Linked DNA regions of Mus musculus: regions 2 and 3 are each linked to region 1. The links are chromatin contacts, called in public HiChIP or PLAC-seq maps. All regions are on one chromosome and are shown on one strand. The core of a region is the stretch at or near the end of the contact, and the rest is flanking DNA. Distances in the headings are between cores, read along the strand shown. Region 1 holds the start of Clic6 (chloride intracellular channel 6). Region 2 holds the start of Smim11 (small integral membrane protein 11). Region 3 overlaps Runx1 (runt related transcription factor 1).

Evidence for each region. HiChIP or PLAC-seq counts read pairs in DNA pulled down with a chosen protein or histone mark.
Region 2: an H3K4me3 HiChIP or PLAC-seq map of embryonic stem cells shows a contact between it and region 1, with 18 read pairs. The contact joins the promoter of Smim11 here to the promoter of Clic6 in region 1. A contact is called at or near these places in 13 of 39 promoter capture datasets (the HPC-7 cell line, HPC-7-derived erythroid cells, embryonic stem cells and 6 more), 5 of 15 datasets of contacts at CTCF or cohesin (the G1E-ER4 cell line, the NIH/3T3 cell line and embryonic stem cells), 27 of 484 Hi-C or Micro-C datasets (B cells, the G1E-ER4 cell line, the HL-1 cell line and 8 more), 12 of 115 datasets of contacts at active chromatin or transcription factors (differentiating embryonic stem cells, double positive thymocytes, embryonic basal ganglia and 6 more) and 4 of 9 other capture datasets (adipose tissue, embryonic stem cells, liver and 1 more).
Region 3: an HNF4G HiChIP or PLAC-seq map of pancreatic cancer cells shows a contact between it and region 1. The contact joins the enhancer-like site here to the promoter of Clic6 in region 1. A contact is called at or near these places in 1 of 39 promoter capture datasets (stem cell-derived epiblast-like cells), 4 of 484 Hi-C or Micro-C datasets (ECoMG myeloid progenitors, embryonic stem cells and extraembryonic endoderm stem cells), 7 of 115 datasets of contacts at active chromatin or transcription factors (differentiating embryonic stem cells, embryonic fibroblasts, embryonic stem cells and 4 more) and 3 of 9 other capture datasets (adipose tissue, embryonic stem cells and pancreatic islet).

Annotation. Positions count from the first base shown.
Region 1 is chr16:92,496,237-92,501,110 of GRCm38.p6, reverse strand. Clic6 (chloride intracellular channel 6) reads right to left here and starts at 2,964. Exons shown (of 6, transcript NM_172469.3): 1 at 1,554-2,964. The coding sequence starts at 2,657. 2410124H12Rik (RIKEN cDNA 2410124H12 gene) reads right to left here. Exons shown (of 3, transcript NR_165041.1): 3 at 3,741-4,061.
Region 2 is chr16:92,298,524-92,303,397 of GRCm38.p6, reverse strand. It overlaps Smim11 (small integral membrane protein 11), which reads right to left and starts at 2,095. Exons shown (of 4, transcript NM_138743.2): 1 at 2,055-2,095.
Region 3 is chr16:92,684,164-92,689,037 of GRCm38.p6, reverse strand. It overlaps Runx1 (runt related transcription factor 1), which reads left to right. Exons shown (of 8, transcript NM_001111021.2): 4 at 1-62. Among named protein-coding and RNA genes, the nearest start is that of Gm30281, 76 kb to the left of the region's middle. Within about 2 kb of position 1,902, at least 28 of the 459 cell types and tissues checked have an H3K27ac peak or open chromatin away from gene starts, as enhancers often do. A contact at or near this core is called in pancreatic cancer cells, where this site is marked.

The sequences.
Region 1 (4,874 bases), core at 1,715-4,214:
AGGTGGAGGCATGGTCAGGGCAATGGTGCAGGAGACTCACTCCAACAGAGGGTAAAGTGGGTGCACGCCTTCAAGGCTGGGAGAATCAGGAGTATGGCTCTCCCCTGGTACACAGTACCTTCCTACAGCCGCCACTGCAGTGCCATTGGTGACCCGGGGACCCCACAATGCTAAGGGAAGGCCAGAGAGAGAAGAAAGGAGGCAAAGAACTGAGTCCTGAAGGACTTGTGCCTGGGCCGGGAGGTTGGATTTCCTTGCAACTCTGCGATAAAGAGAGTAGTGGGGGGTCAGGTAATGATGCAGAGGAGCAGTTCCCTCCATAACTGCAGGCCAAGCAGGTTGGCCGGGATCATCACACAGCCACGTGACCAGAACCATGCAAAATGTCCTCCTAAGGGAACAGACTGGAGCCACCCTGCTCCTGCACGCCAGTCTCCACAGGACTAGTGAAGGGCTGTGCCAACATGTTGGACTCCACCGTTTTCGCCCTCTCCTACGGTCTTTAAAATAGAGCTAGTGTGCAAGGAGCCATCTCACTGTTTAGAAGCAAGGGGAGATCTCAGCCATCTCAGACACTTGGTTAGGTCCTGGTGTTAATCTCCTGGGAACATTTTTCTTTTTACTTATTAAAATCTCAGCCAAAGGGGTTTAGACCGTCTGTAAACGTGAAGGGATTTCTGAAGGATTAGGGTTCATTCGACATGTAACACATTCTTCACCCTATTATCTCTAGCTTCCTGGGGTCTGACCAAAGGTCCCCAGGAAAAACTTTTTTCTTTTAAACAAAGCTCTTGGTGTGAGCCACTGCTGGACTTTGTCCACTTTTTTTTTTTTTTTTTGGAAGCCTTGTAAAAATGCCTGTTTACACTCAAAACTTCCTCCTTATGTGTCTACAGACTCTTTCAAAAATGAAATCATGGCTTTCTTCCTGACGGAAAGGGAGACCAGAAACATATTACTCAGACAAACGATGTCCAAGTCTCCTGCATCCTGAAATCTGCCAAAGTAAACCTTAAAATGTTCAATAAACAAGACAGTGTATAGGAGACTTCCCAGTGTCCCCTGGACGAGGTTTTGTTTTGTTTTGTTTTGTTTTGTTTTTTCACCTGAAAATGCTGGGCAGCTCTGGGCCTCTGGGAGTTAAGTCTGGGAATTCTCATGTTGAACCTACCTGTTCACATTTTTTCACTCCAAGGATTAAAGCCTTCTTTAGCTGAAACCTTTTGAATACTAATAAGGCTGGTCACTTTTTTTGTTTTCTTCCTAATTCTTAGGAATAGAAGGGCCAGTTAGGATGTTCAGGACAAGGGATAGTGGAGTGTCACCAACCACACACACACACACACACACACACCCCTGACTTCCAAACCTTACATGGTTCATGCTACTGACTCTTGAGATGCTGGGGATGGCCCCTCATACGAGTTAGGCAAACCACTAACCCTCATTCACAGCCCTGACTCTCCTGAAACCCTAGCTGTTCCTTCTGACTGATTGAAGCACTTGAGTACGGTTTTGGTTCTGTGGGTAGGCCCTGGGGGCGCAAGATTTACCTTGACGAAGAGGGTGATGTCGTGCTCCTGTCCCGGATCCCCCTCCTCCAATGCTGGGCCATTCTCCCTGCGGCCGTTCACTCGCCCCAACTCTTCTCCACCCTGGACGCTGGGCTCCTCAGCTAAGTGGTTGCTGAGCTCTGCCTGGGATTCCTCCTCGTGTTCGGTGGATTTGGCCTCCTCTCCATCAAGGCTGCCGTCGGGGGGCTTCTCTTGGATGGCCCCCTCGCAGGGTCCCTTCAACTCGGGTTCTGGCCTCGCTTCTTCCTCCCCGGTCTCCTCCTGGAGCTTGCCCTGGTCCCCATTCTCATGAGCATCTACTCTCGCATCCTCGGAAGCTGCTTCCTCGGACCCGTCTTTCCCCAGGGTCTCCCCTTCCCCCGCGGCGTCTGCGGCCGAAGCGCCCGCCAGCTCCCCGGACTCGTTCCCTCCGATCTCTGTGGTTACAATCTCAATCGCCTCATCCTGGGGCTGAGGGCTGCTTTCCCCTCCACCCTGGGGCTCACTCTCCGACCCAAGTGGCCCTCCTGCGGGTGCCTCTGTGTCCATGTTGTCCCCTGCAAGTCCCTGGACTTCTGGGTTGATCTGCAACCCTAGCGCGCCGCCTCCCTGCGCTTCCTGACCAGATTCTGCCTCTTCCCCTGCCTCTGAGGCCGTGGGGTCCTCGGGCTCCCGGCGAGAGTCCCCAGGGACCTCGGGGGCCTCACCCTGAGAGTCTAACCCAGAGCTCATCCCCTGCACCTGCTGGGCGCTTGGCGCCTCCTCCGCTCCCTGCGGGATCGCGCCCTCGGGGTCGCGCTCCGCAGCCTCCGCTTCACCTGGAGCTCCGCTGGCGCCCGGCGTCTCGGCCTCAGGGCCGGTGCGCGGGTCCTGCGCCTGCGCTCCCCCAGTTCCCTCGTCCTGCCCACAGCCTCCTTCCTCCTTCCCCGAGGCCCTGGCCTCTACGCCCGCCCCCAGGTCCCTAGGTGCCTCTGCAGCTTCCTCGCTCGCTTCCCGCCCCTCCAGGTCCGCAGCTCCTGGCTCTCCTGGTCCCTCGATTGTCGCACCTTCGGGTTGCCCCTGGGAACCTGGAGCGACCTCCTTGGGCTCCGTGGCCTCAGCCATGGTAAAACACCCTTCCTCGACGCTGCTCAGGGTGAGGGGCAGGGGCTGACGTGCCCCCTCCGGGAGGACACCCCACTCGCGGTTCTAGAAGCGAAGGTTTCGCTTGATGCAAAATCTAGAGGGCCCCAAGACTCTATGTCCCTTTTCCCTGTCTTAAGGTCTTTGGGTTCTTCCTCAAGAGTTCCTGTTTCTCCTAAATTCGCGCCCGGACCCCAATCCTTCTGTGCAGGCCAGGGTGTGGGGCTAAAGAACTCAGCTTGCCTCTTGAAGTCTTTGGAAGAGATGGGCTGGTTCCCTGCGGTCTCAAGGGTTGACCAGAAATTCTCAGAGCCAGTTCTCCCCTCTTAGGGCTTGGGCGGGGTTTGTCTTCCCCACCTCCTAGCCACTTTGGGTGGCCTGGGAAGCTAGCCAATGACAGCCTTTCTGCGGCTTTTGTGGATTTTAATGAAAAGACTGATTTTACTGGCCACTTTAGCGTTTTCTGGAACAGCTTCAAGTTTCAGAGCCATTTAAATCACGGTCACATACTTCAGTATTGGATTCCCACCTTACCTCACTTCACCATGAAGGCGACTCTGATGCTGAGTGGAATAGACCCATCCCATCCCTGCCTCAGGTTCCACAGAAAAGGTATTAACCCCAAAGGGAGGAATGGCTGCCCTCCCATTTCTGTGAGTTCCAGGAACCTAAAGATGGAAGGGACAATAGCCTGGCGTGCTTGTTGAGGTGGTGGGGGGAGGGGAGGAGAACCAGACGGATACCTCTCCTTCTCCAGCCCCTGAAGACCCTAAGAATCTGTGCATCCCTCGGACTCAGATTTCCTTACTCATGTCCAGTGCTTGGGTCTCAATATCGTGGTTAGGGCGTTGGGGGTTGAAGGTGGGGGAAGAAAATTCGGGATGGGAAAAAAGGAAGTTATAGAATTAACTGGGCCAGGAGTCCCCCACTATCACCCGTCAAAAACTTCTTTCAGAGAAGTTTTCAAAACTATTCCACTGAATTGATAGAGAGAGGACCTCCCACCCCAAACTGTGAGGCCAGCATTTCCCCCTTATCAAAGGACACACCAACTCTAGACCAATATTGCTGATGAGTATAGATGCAAACATTATTAACAAAACACCAAGGGTTTGAATACAACAGCATATCAAAAAGATCATCCACGGCTATCAAGTTGGAGGTTGGAGGTTGCAGTGGTGGCTCAACACATGCAAATCTATAGGCGCAATGCGTCAAAACAACAGAATGTATGACTTTAAAAATCACATGCAGGCTGGAGAAATGGTTCTGGAATTAAGAGTGTGTACTGCACCCACATCAGGTAGCTCACAACTTCCTCCAGTTCTGAGGATCCAACGCCCTCTTCTGGCTTCAAATGGCACCTGCACTCACATGCACAAACCCCTGCAAGAATAACATATATACAGATGATTAAAAAATAAATAAATCTTTTTTTTGAAACAAAATGTGTTCATCTCAGTAGGTACAGACAAGGCACTTGATAACATTCAACATCCTTTCACAATAAAAGATTTGAATTTTTTTCATAGACAGATAATATCTCAACATAATTTAAATTGGTTGGGTGTTTTGTTTTGTTTTGTTTTGTTTTTGTTTTGTTTGAGGCGAAGTCTCATGTAGCCCAGGCTGGCCCAGAGCATACAATATAACACAGGATGATCTTGAACTTTGACCCTGCCTTTGCTGAGATTACATCACCTCGTCACGTCTCGATAAAATGCTGGAGACTGAACTCAAGACCTCCAAGGATGCTGAGCAAGCACCCGGGAAGGCGTTGCCTAAGAATGATGGAGCCGTGGGGATTTCAGTTTGACTTCTCAGGCTCTTACTGCTTTTAGCCACCACACCCACAGAGGATCCTGTTATCTTGACAAGAGAGGGATGCATGTTGAATTCTTCCTTTGTATCCCCATTGCTCATCCCTGATGGATAACTAAAGCTGTGGTTTGAACGTGTCCCTGAAAAGTCCATGTGTGGACTTTGGGGGTGTATTGAGAGAGAGAGAGAAAAAGAGAGAGAGAGAGAGAGAGAGAGAGAGAGAGAGAGAGAGAGAGAAACTGTACATGAATGTATGGGTGCCTGCCTGCCTGCCTACCTATTTGTCTGTCTGCCTGCTCCCTTCCTTTCTCTCTGTCTCTGTCTATCTCTCTGTCTCCCTCTGTCCCTGGGTGTCTCTCTCTGTCTCTGGGTGTCTCT
Region 2 (4,874 bases), core at 846-3,345, 200 kb after region 1:
TAATCTTAGGGATTAGCCATACTGTATATTAAAACAAAATATTTTTTTTATTTTTATAATTCCTTCTTAATTGAGTTGTATACATATTATATGGTAGACGATTTAACTGTTTCCCACAAGTCACCTCTGTGAATTGATATGCCCAGGATACTGACTCCCAAGGTCAAGGGAAACAAATGGGCCCAAGATGCTGACAAGAGGAAATAAATGAAAGAAAATACCCCGGGGTCTGGAGGTCTGGCAAACACATTGCACTTAGCAGCAATGTGACCTTGGCCTCTCAAAGCCTCCTTCATCAGTAAATTCTCCTTCAGAAGTTGGCCAGTAATCGCTAAGAAGCATGAGTAACACACAGCAAGCATTATTGTCTTGATAATGTCTCTCCTTTGCTAATGGTCCTCAGATAACAAACAGCAATAGGGCAGGATGTAGTCTGGACAAGATGCCAGGCATGGGATAAAGAATAAGGGCAAGAAGAAGGAGGACAGGACTCTACTCCAGGTGGCAGTAAGGGCTGAGCATGTGACCTGGGAAAGCCATGTGGCTCCTGAGCCAAAGCGCTCTTGGGATATCAGCGTCCAAGGAGTAAGTCTCCCACTCTGGAATTCACAACTCTCTGCTCTGTCTAATGTCACAGGACATGATGCCAAAAAGACTAGCAATCTGAGTGTTAAGAGGTAAGATCTCTGAGAAGGAAGCAGGGGGCTGTGGGCGTGGCTGAGCCAGAGTGCTAACGCAAAGCTCTCGGTTCAGCCCAAGTAACTCACAACCCAACCTTGGTGGTACAAGCCTGTAACCCTAGCACTTGGGAGGTGGAGGTCAAGGGATGGGAGTTCAAGGTCATCTAAGGCTACAGAGAAAGACTGAGCTGGAGGCCAATCTCAGATGCACAGAATCCTGCCAAGGAAGGAGAAAGAGAAGAAAAAGAGAAGAGGAAGAGAAGGAGGAAAAAGTAAAAGCAAAGGGGAATCTGTACTGCTATGGAGTGGGTGGGGTGGGTAGAGGAGAGCGAAGGGCCCAGAGCAGCCAGGTTCATTTTCACCCACTACTTTAAATTTCAAGGCAGCTTGCAAGCTTTCTGCAAATGGGGATAACCAAGAAAGCTAAACATAGCAGTGAGCTGTCTGCTCTGATATCACGGACTCCTGGTGCCATTCAGAAGCAAGCAGCAGCTGGCAGCAGAGGGTGAGCCAAAGCCACTGGGGTAAGGACAGCTGGAGGCCATTAAAATATATGAAATGCAGGGAGCTGTCCAGGCTTAACCCTTAACGACAGAAAATAAAACTGTTTGTAGTTTTGATCTTTATTGCAAAGTATCCTGCCAGGTTTTATTCTAGAAACAAAGAAGACATTCACTCACTTTGATTATACCAATTTAAACGACGTGGACAATAGTCTGCTCACAAGCTCCGTGTGCTCCTTGGCGAGGCTAACAGAGTCGAGGGTGCACCTATCTCAGCATATAATGCACTCACCTATCCTAGCAGCTTGTGTCAACTGTCTGAAGCCGTTTTCACTCCCAGTCTCTACCCCTTTCACTCCAATTCCTCAGCCAACCATTTAAAGTATCGGTAGGTTCAAATCGCCATGACCCCTGGACCTCACTTAGCCCACTCAGCACAGGCCTTGGTTTTCAAGAAACCCAGAAGCACCTTATCCGGGTGGGTGGCCAGATTCCAAATTTCAAGGCTTTGGGGAGCCTGTGAGTTATGGTGCACTTCCCTACTAGATGAAACGACACGCCTTGTTTAAGCAACTTTGGCGCCTTTGCGATCTGGGGCACCACAGGATCAAACGGGGATTTGCTATCCCTGGATACTTGGGAGTGCCCAGTCCCAGGTTCTCGCCCCCAGGCATTGCCTCCACGGGGGTGGGGGGTGGGTAGAAGGCCAGGAGTTATCATCGCTCCCTTCCTGCGTCACCAAAACAAGGCGACAAGACTATTAGAGTTCCCAAGGGCTATGTAGCCGTAGGCAGCAAGTGTCATCATGGGAGAAACAAGAACGCGGGATGACCAAGGGATTCCCCAGAGCCCCAAAGACTCACACACTTACACTCAGGGCGGCGGGGCCTCCTCGCTTGCTGCTCACAAACCACGACTCCCACAATCCCGTCGTGAAAACTACAAGTCCCGAAATGCACCGCTCGGAACGGAAGCGCCATCTTGAAAGGCACCACTTGATACGCAGGCGCAGTGGCTTTAGGGCGCCCGCAGATTCGCTAGTATTAAGGAGCGTGTTTCTCCAAGCGCAGGCGCTATGGGCTTCAGGCCAGTTGCGCAGGAATCTGAGGCTACTGCAGAAATCCAAGTAGGAACCCTGAGGGTGGTCCGCAGGGGTTAGGGTTCGGCCTAGGACCCTTTGTTCATGTCCACTGGTCATTGACTCCTGTTCTATACAGCTGAAGACAATAGGTCCCAGGTTTTTTGTTTTGTTTTCCAGGCTTAGCATTCCTCCAAGGGGACAGACAAGAAGAATGCATCCCGGTTGAGATAACCGATAGATACCCAGATTTTAGGTTCCCAGTTTCATTTCTAGCCAGTGAATCCCCAAAGTGCCGGGTGGGGAGACGCAGACAGCAGCCCTGTCCAAGGCTCTGGAGAGGCAAAGTTCTCACCGAGACCTCCACCTCATCTCCCTCTTCTGTGGAGGGGGGAGCGGATGCCCGGTGCTGACACTAATTGCGGGGTGAATTCTTGGACCCAAGAAAGTTAGCTTCAGATCTCATCATGCCTCTTTGTGGAGATGAAGTTGAAAATGTTAGCGTGCAGAGGGTTTCACAGACCTGGTTGTGCTAACAAGAGAATATCACGTTGAGACTGTCGTTTAATTTAACTCTACAAGGCCTATAAAAGGACACACTATAATTGTAATATTTCACAAATGATGAAACGGAAACACAAAGGATTTTTTTTTCTTTCCCGAGGCTGAGGCCAGCTCGTGCCAGACCTGGGGCTCGCCATAAGTTGCGAGACTGGGATCAGCCCCTATCACCTGTTCCTTTTGCAATAGCTTTGAATCTGCACTGAAGTACTACTCAGATGTGTAGAACTAGCAGACTAAGCAGAAAGACTCTAAAGGGAACATGGATAGAAAAACAACAGCAACCCAGCTGTTTGACTTGGCATTTTCATTTAGAAAGCTTTGGTTGAAGTTGATACTGGAGGGAGAAGCTGGGGTAAATGGATCAACAACTGGATGCCCATCCAACTTGTTAGTTATCTCCTGTTAACACAACAAAATGCTTGACAGAAGCAGCTTAGGTTATCTAGACTAGGTGAGTAGAGTCCACAGCTGGGAGGAGAGTGATGGAGGCTTGACCTCTCTTGGTCTTCTCCTTCAGGTTCCATCCAGGATCCCAGCCCAGGGAATGGTGGCACCCATTTAGAATGTTTTCCCACCTCATGTAACCCAATCTATATAATTCCCACAGGCATTCCCAGAGGTGTGGCTGTTACCCTAGTCTAGATCCTGTGATGTTGCCCATATTAACTACCACATAAAGATGTAGCATTTCTCCTGTTCCCCCTAAGTAAAATTGACTGATTGATGTCCATGTTATAACTATATTTTCCAGTGAGGATGATAAAGTATGTTTAATGAAAGCCTGGATTTAACCACCTGTACGTTTTCCTGGAGAAACAGATAAGCCAAGGGGAAAATTACAAACTCTGGGAAAGGGTGTGTGTTTTGTGTTGTGTTGTGTGACGTGCAAGGGGCATGCCCAGCAGAGTCTTAATGTTTGTATTTCAAAGAGATATTTCTACATGCTAGAAGAATTATTCTTGCTGAGTCTCTGTGTTTGCATTTCTAAGAGACATTTCTTTAGATGGAAGAAGAATTATTCCTCAAAGAGAAAGAGAGAGGATTTTGTAATTGCAAGCTTTCTCACTGCTATAAAAGAGGGTTCCATAGCCTATTGGGCTCCTTTGGTTAGATTTTACAGTCAGCTCTTCCTGGTTTCTCAGGCAGGTACTTTAAGGGGCTGGATAACCATTTTGAGCTGTTAGAAAGATATATTAATGTTTATTCAAGTCTCTTAGGATATGAAGGTCAATGAAATAATTTGTACCAAGAGTATAGGATATTTACTGGCCAAAGTTGGAGCCTAGTCACGAAGGAGGCTCAGGGAACCTTGACTTGATTAAAAAGAAAAGTCATTACGAGGGTGGAAAACCTGGCTGGATACAGCCCCACACTAGGATCTCTGGGTCTGGGCTATCTAGGTTGACCATGCTGGTGTGCAACAGGATGTTAGGCTTCTGGCCTGAGGAAGGAAGCCACTCATAGCACATCTGCTCTTGGACTATAAATGACTTACTCTAACACCATGTAGTTTCTCTGGTAGCAAAATGCAAACATGTTGCAGGAAGCAAATGCTTTATGTAGATTACATCTCCTTCTATAAAGGGACAAACATTGTAGTTGGTTTTATGGTGTGTGGCCACCAAAACTCATGTTAAAACTTGAGATGAGAGGGAGGCCTGGCCTTTGGTGGAGGGAGCTTTACCCTCACTGGGCTGCCCTGCACTACCAGGGCATACACCGTTATAATGAGGGTGTGTCTGGTATCTATCTGGTCATCCTCTTTCTGTCATATATTAATGCCATATGATATCTTCACCAGGAACCTCAGACGCTGATACCTATGCTCTTAGTCTTCCCAGCCTCCAAAACCACGCACGGACTCAGAATAACCCCGACAAATCATTGTCAGGCACTGTCTAACGGGAACAGAAATGGTCCTCTTTGACTCTTGTTTTTGTACTCTGAGGCTGGAGGACCTACTCACAATGGGTGGGCCCTGGCCATGGCAGAGTAAAGACATGGGATATGGACCATGAGGTATGGATGCTAAGGACCAACATGTCTCTC
Region 3 (4,874 bases), core at 653-3,152, 190 kb before region 1:
GGCCATGAAGAACCAGGTAGCGAGATTCAACGACCTCAGGTTTGTCGGGCGGAGCGGTAGAGGTGCGTATCTGTCACGGATGGGTGTGAAATTCGAACCCGGGTTTTCCAAATAGTAGCCGTTTCTTATTATTGATGCAGCATAATGATATTTATTTAAGGTAATGTTTATTTGATACCTAACAACTGGATATTATCACGTTTTGATGACTAAATTGGCTTACAACTGACTTGGAACGCACAGCGTGTGATGGACTTGGAACGCACAGTGTGTGATGCGTGAATTGTGAAGTTCAATAAAACATTCCACCGTTTTCCTAAACTGAGATAAGTGAGCGAACCACCCCAGAATGAGGACTGAGATTGTATAATGGGTGGTCACTATGGGATAATCAAAGCCATGAGCCTTTATCATATGGTACTTACGCTCCCTCGAACATGCGACAGGGTTTCAGTTGGTCACATCAATAATTTTGGGGGAACCCTTATTGATATAGTTTTAAGTAAGCTTATATTCCTAGGATTAAAAAAAATGGACTCTTACTGGTACATCTGAGAGCAGTGTGACCTTCACTATGCATTCTTTGTGTATGGTTTGGTGGGAGAAGCCAGGCTCACTTAACATTTAGATACTGCTCATGTGAGAGACCAAATTATTTCCTTAGCCCAGCTGGACATGCAGTTATTATGCCTCACCTTTAACCAGTTATTAAACTATTGGAGTAGAAAGAGGACCTGCTCTCACTGTAGGCTTGTCTGCTTTCCAGTTATCTTCCGAGGTATGTGTTCTCTCTTCATTTCAAGGAGCTACGGCACATTTTACAAACATCAGCAGGCCGTGTGAGAGTCTAGGAGCAAGGTCTTCGCTTAAACCCTCACCTTTGTAATGTAGAATTGAACGATCTTAGCCGTAAATGATATCTCTAGCTTAATCAAAGCGGAATGACATATATCTAAGTCATACGATCAGTTCTCAGAGAGGGGAAGACACAGGGAGGGGCTAGTCGTGTCCATCGCTCAGTGGTAGAGCCTTCCGTGTGAAAGGCCTTTAGTTTGATCCCCAGCACCAAGCAAGCAAAACAAAGCAGGTAGACTGGCAACAGACAAGAAATGTCAAGCAAAGGGATTGTTACTACTGATTCTGAAGGCGTTCAGAACAGTGGAAATTCCGTGTTCATAGTGGGAAAGAGGAGAGAGTTGAGAGTGTGAGCCTGGACTTCTGTGTTTGCTCCCCTACCCCTGCCCCCAGATGCCCAGGGCATTTTCAGAATGATGTCACAGCTGGAGAAAAAAATGTAGAGAACATATAATGTTATTGAAAATATGTGTTCGCGCTACTGTGCTAATAATAGGGTGATTGAAAGAAGAGTCTACCCACTTATCGAAGGCCTGGGAGAGCCTGCGCCCTTAAGTGGATCCACTTGGAATATTGAAAGTCTGCCTTTCAGCAAATGGAATTCGCATTACGGTTCAGAGGCATGTGTTTAGAAAATATCAGGGAGGTTTCAGATGAGTCGCTGGCCGAGCGGGTGGGAAGCCAAGAAGAAAGGAAGACCCCAACAGCCAGGCCCACGCCCACCTGCCTAGCAATAAGCTTAGTTCGTAGGATCTAGCTGGGTTGCCAGAGAACATGTCCCCATACTCCTAGGCGTCTAAGTGGGTCTTTTTGTCATGTTTGGCTATGGAAGTTTCGAAGACTATTTAATGGACTATTCCAGTGACATTTTCCCGTAGGGAGTTGCATGGTGGCTTTGTGACGACCGTGGCAGCCAGTTGATGATGATCAAGAGTGGGGTTCTGAAAGCAGCGTGCCTGCCTACCTTGGTGGTGCTATGTGCTGGTCGCCTATCCCTCTTTGGCCATTTCTGTTTTGAGTGGGTGACTAAGAGGTGCTGGTGTTTACCTGAGGAACAATGGACTGTTTCCCCAAGGCGTGGAGTGTTTGCACTCTGCTGTCTGATTCGTGCCAGTGTGCACTTGAGTTTGCATAACCGCCCCCCCCCCCCAGGAAAACAGCAGCACCCAAGGCGAGGCTGGTTTCCCATACCCTGGAATGAAAAAAATTAATCAGATGCAAAAAATTGGATTATATTTGACTTGAGCAGGCTCTCCTCTTCATGAGGGGTAACGAGTAATTAAAACTCAGGAGGACTAATTGACCACTTGACCCAGTTATGGTTTCTATATATAATGTTGGTCTTGAGTTTTTATGGTTTAAATTTTTCATGTCAATACCAAGACAAGTGAGCTGTCGGTGTAATAAACATGGTTTTATCTCATAATTTCACTTTGTAGTCACAAAATATGATTTTATTTTGATTTTTCATGCCATCAAAGCCTGCTGGATATTCCCCAGCCCAGCCCACCCCACCCTCTCTCACTCTCTTTCTCTCCTTCTCTCTTGCGATTTGCTTCCCATTAGAAACTGAAGAAATGACTCTCACTAATTCTCACAATTAGCCCTAATCTCCCTGGTTGAACCTTATCCTTTAAAAGTTGCATTATGCTTTATGGAACGATCTTAAGACCCGACTATTTCATTTTTCATTTTTTTAAATGTGCCTAAAAATATGCCCTCAGAGGCCACACACTGGCCCAGAAGGTCCTGGCCTTCCAACACATCCACATTCCGTAAGGTCAGTTTGGGATTCTGTCAGTGATGGCTTCTCGGAGGGGCCTGGGTACTCCGTGTGGGATAAAGGGTAGAGATGACATGAATGGACACCCTCCTTTCTTGTTACCAGATGCCAGATTTTGAGGATTGTGACCCTCACAGAAACTGCCAGTTAACCAAGGAAGGATTTTTCTCTGTTCCAAGAAATGGATCTGTCTGGGAGCTGGCTGATGCTCAGCTCTAACCTCAGGTTCAGCCTGTGACTGGGAAAACCTGCCTGTCTGGCTTCTAAGCCCTGGCTGCCTGCTGGCCCCTGTGAAAACCTGGTGAAGGCAGAGGAAGCTCCTGCCTGCTTCCTCCATGACCATGGCTTCCGCCTGCTCTCCTTTAGATCAGCTCGGGTGTATCTCCTCATAGGAATGTTTCTCCCTTTGATTCCCAATCTGCATGTTGATTATCTGTGGGGCTCTACAAAGGAAGGAGAGATAGCTGCTCCCGGTTGGGAGTTTAGGGTGGGGTGAAAATCAGACGGGATCTTGGGAGACCCTCTCTGAAGTCCAGAGATTAGGAGGGCGCTCAGGAGGCTGCCCAGAACAATGCATGCTTTAGTCACAGGGCCTGAGATTATCAGTCATCTCCGAGTTCAGGGTCAAAAAGAGATCTCTTTCATGAGGGAGGTCAATTAGCTGAGCCTTTTTCTCGGTCTGTAACTTGCTCCCATGAGCTGGGGTGTGAGGTGACAAACATTTAAGAAACCTTGGCAGTGACATCTGCAAACACCCATTTCCTGCTGGGGTGTTTCACCAGCTGCCGAAGACTTGATCCATCAGTGAACTTAGCTTTAACGATGCCTGTCACAGGGAAACAGATCACGCAACTACCAAACATGACAACAGCCGTGTGGCAAATGTGAGGAGGGAGACCAGAGCCAATGCTCACTTGTTCCAAGTTGGTGATTCTTTAAATCTCTGGAAGCTGTCATAGATAATTCTGAAAATCCCCCCAAAGATTTCCTAAGGTCCAAAAAAAAAAAAAAAATGCACACGGGCCCAGATTTCTATAGTGCAGCTTAGTTTCGGGATTGTTTATGGATCTTCCTGGGACGTGCAGATACTAAAACGTGCGAATCTGGAACGTGTCTTGGACTGCTGAGGGTCAGTTCAATGCCAAGTCTTAAACACAGCCCATACTCAGAAGATAAATATACATGAGGACCCACAAGGTTGACATTTTCCTGTGCTTCTCTGTTGTGTGGATGGCGGTGATATCTGTAGACTCAGGACCTGGTTGGTAGAGGGTAGGAAGGTATAGCAATTTAAAAGGCCAGGGCAGGCATCCGGTGGACCACTAGGCATATGGCTGGATGTAATCGTCTGTGTGGGAGCGAAGCCACCATTGGCAGAGCAGTCTCTTCCCTAGTGACTGTCAGTCCTGGCTGCAGTGACATGCACGCACATCCCCAGAAGACCAGTAGTCTGCTGCTTGCCAGGAACAGGTCTCCTTTCTTAGTGGAATCTGCTGTTTACGCTGACATCCTGGCAGCTCAGAACTTGCCCAGTTTGTGCTTTTCTGAAGTGAAATTCCTTCCTGGACTCTCACTGTTGATGTCCCCACCCCCACCCCACTCCCCCATCTTCCTCCCCCCCCTCCCCGCCCCCAGACATAATATTTATCCCGTCACAGTCTGGGCTCCTTCATATTTGTGTAGTGTCGGTTTCTTTAAGCATTTCCATTCCGCTTTTACGTGATTTGGGGTACAGTGTGGGATGTTGTCTCTCTCGGCTGAGCGGAAGGCTGTGGTGGAGACGCGTTGCGGGAAGGATAAACTGTTCTGGCGCTCCAAAAAGGGAGGGCCGCCTTGGTGTGCGGCTTTTCCGGGAGAGTTGGTCTTAGTGACTCATGATGTTATCACAGGATTCATATCATTCTCTATTTGATCACAAATTCATAGAGGAAGAAGAAATCCAACTGCCACCCCTAGGGATGTTTCTCGGAGAGCAGTCCATGTAAGCACTAGAAACTGATTGTTGGGTCTCCTAGGGAGAACAAGAAGAAGGAAAAGGTGTGCGCTATGTTAAAATCCAATGTCCACTTTTCTTCCATTTTCTTTCTGTTTTTTTTGGTTCACGGTTTGTAATAGCGCATGTAGTAAAGTCTGTTTTCTTCGGATTTAACTACAAACAAACAAAAATAAAATGGTACAAAACAAAAATAAAAACTAAGCAAAAGCCAACAAAACTAAGGGAAGCCTGGGCCCCTCA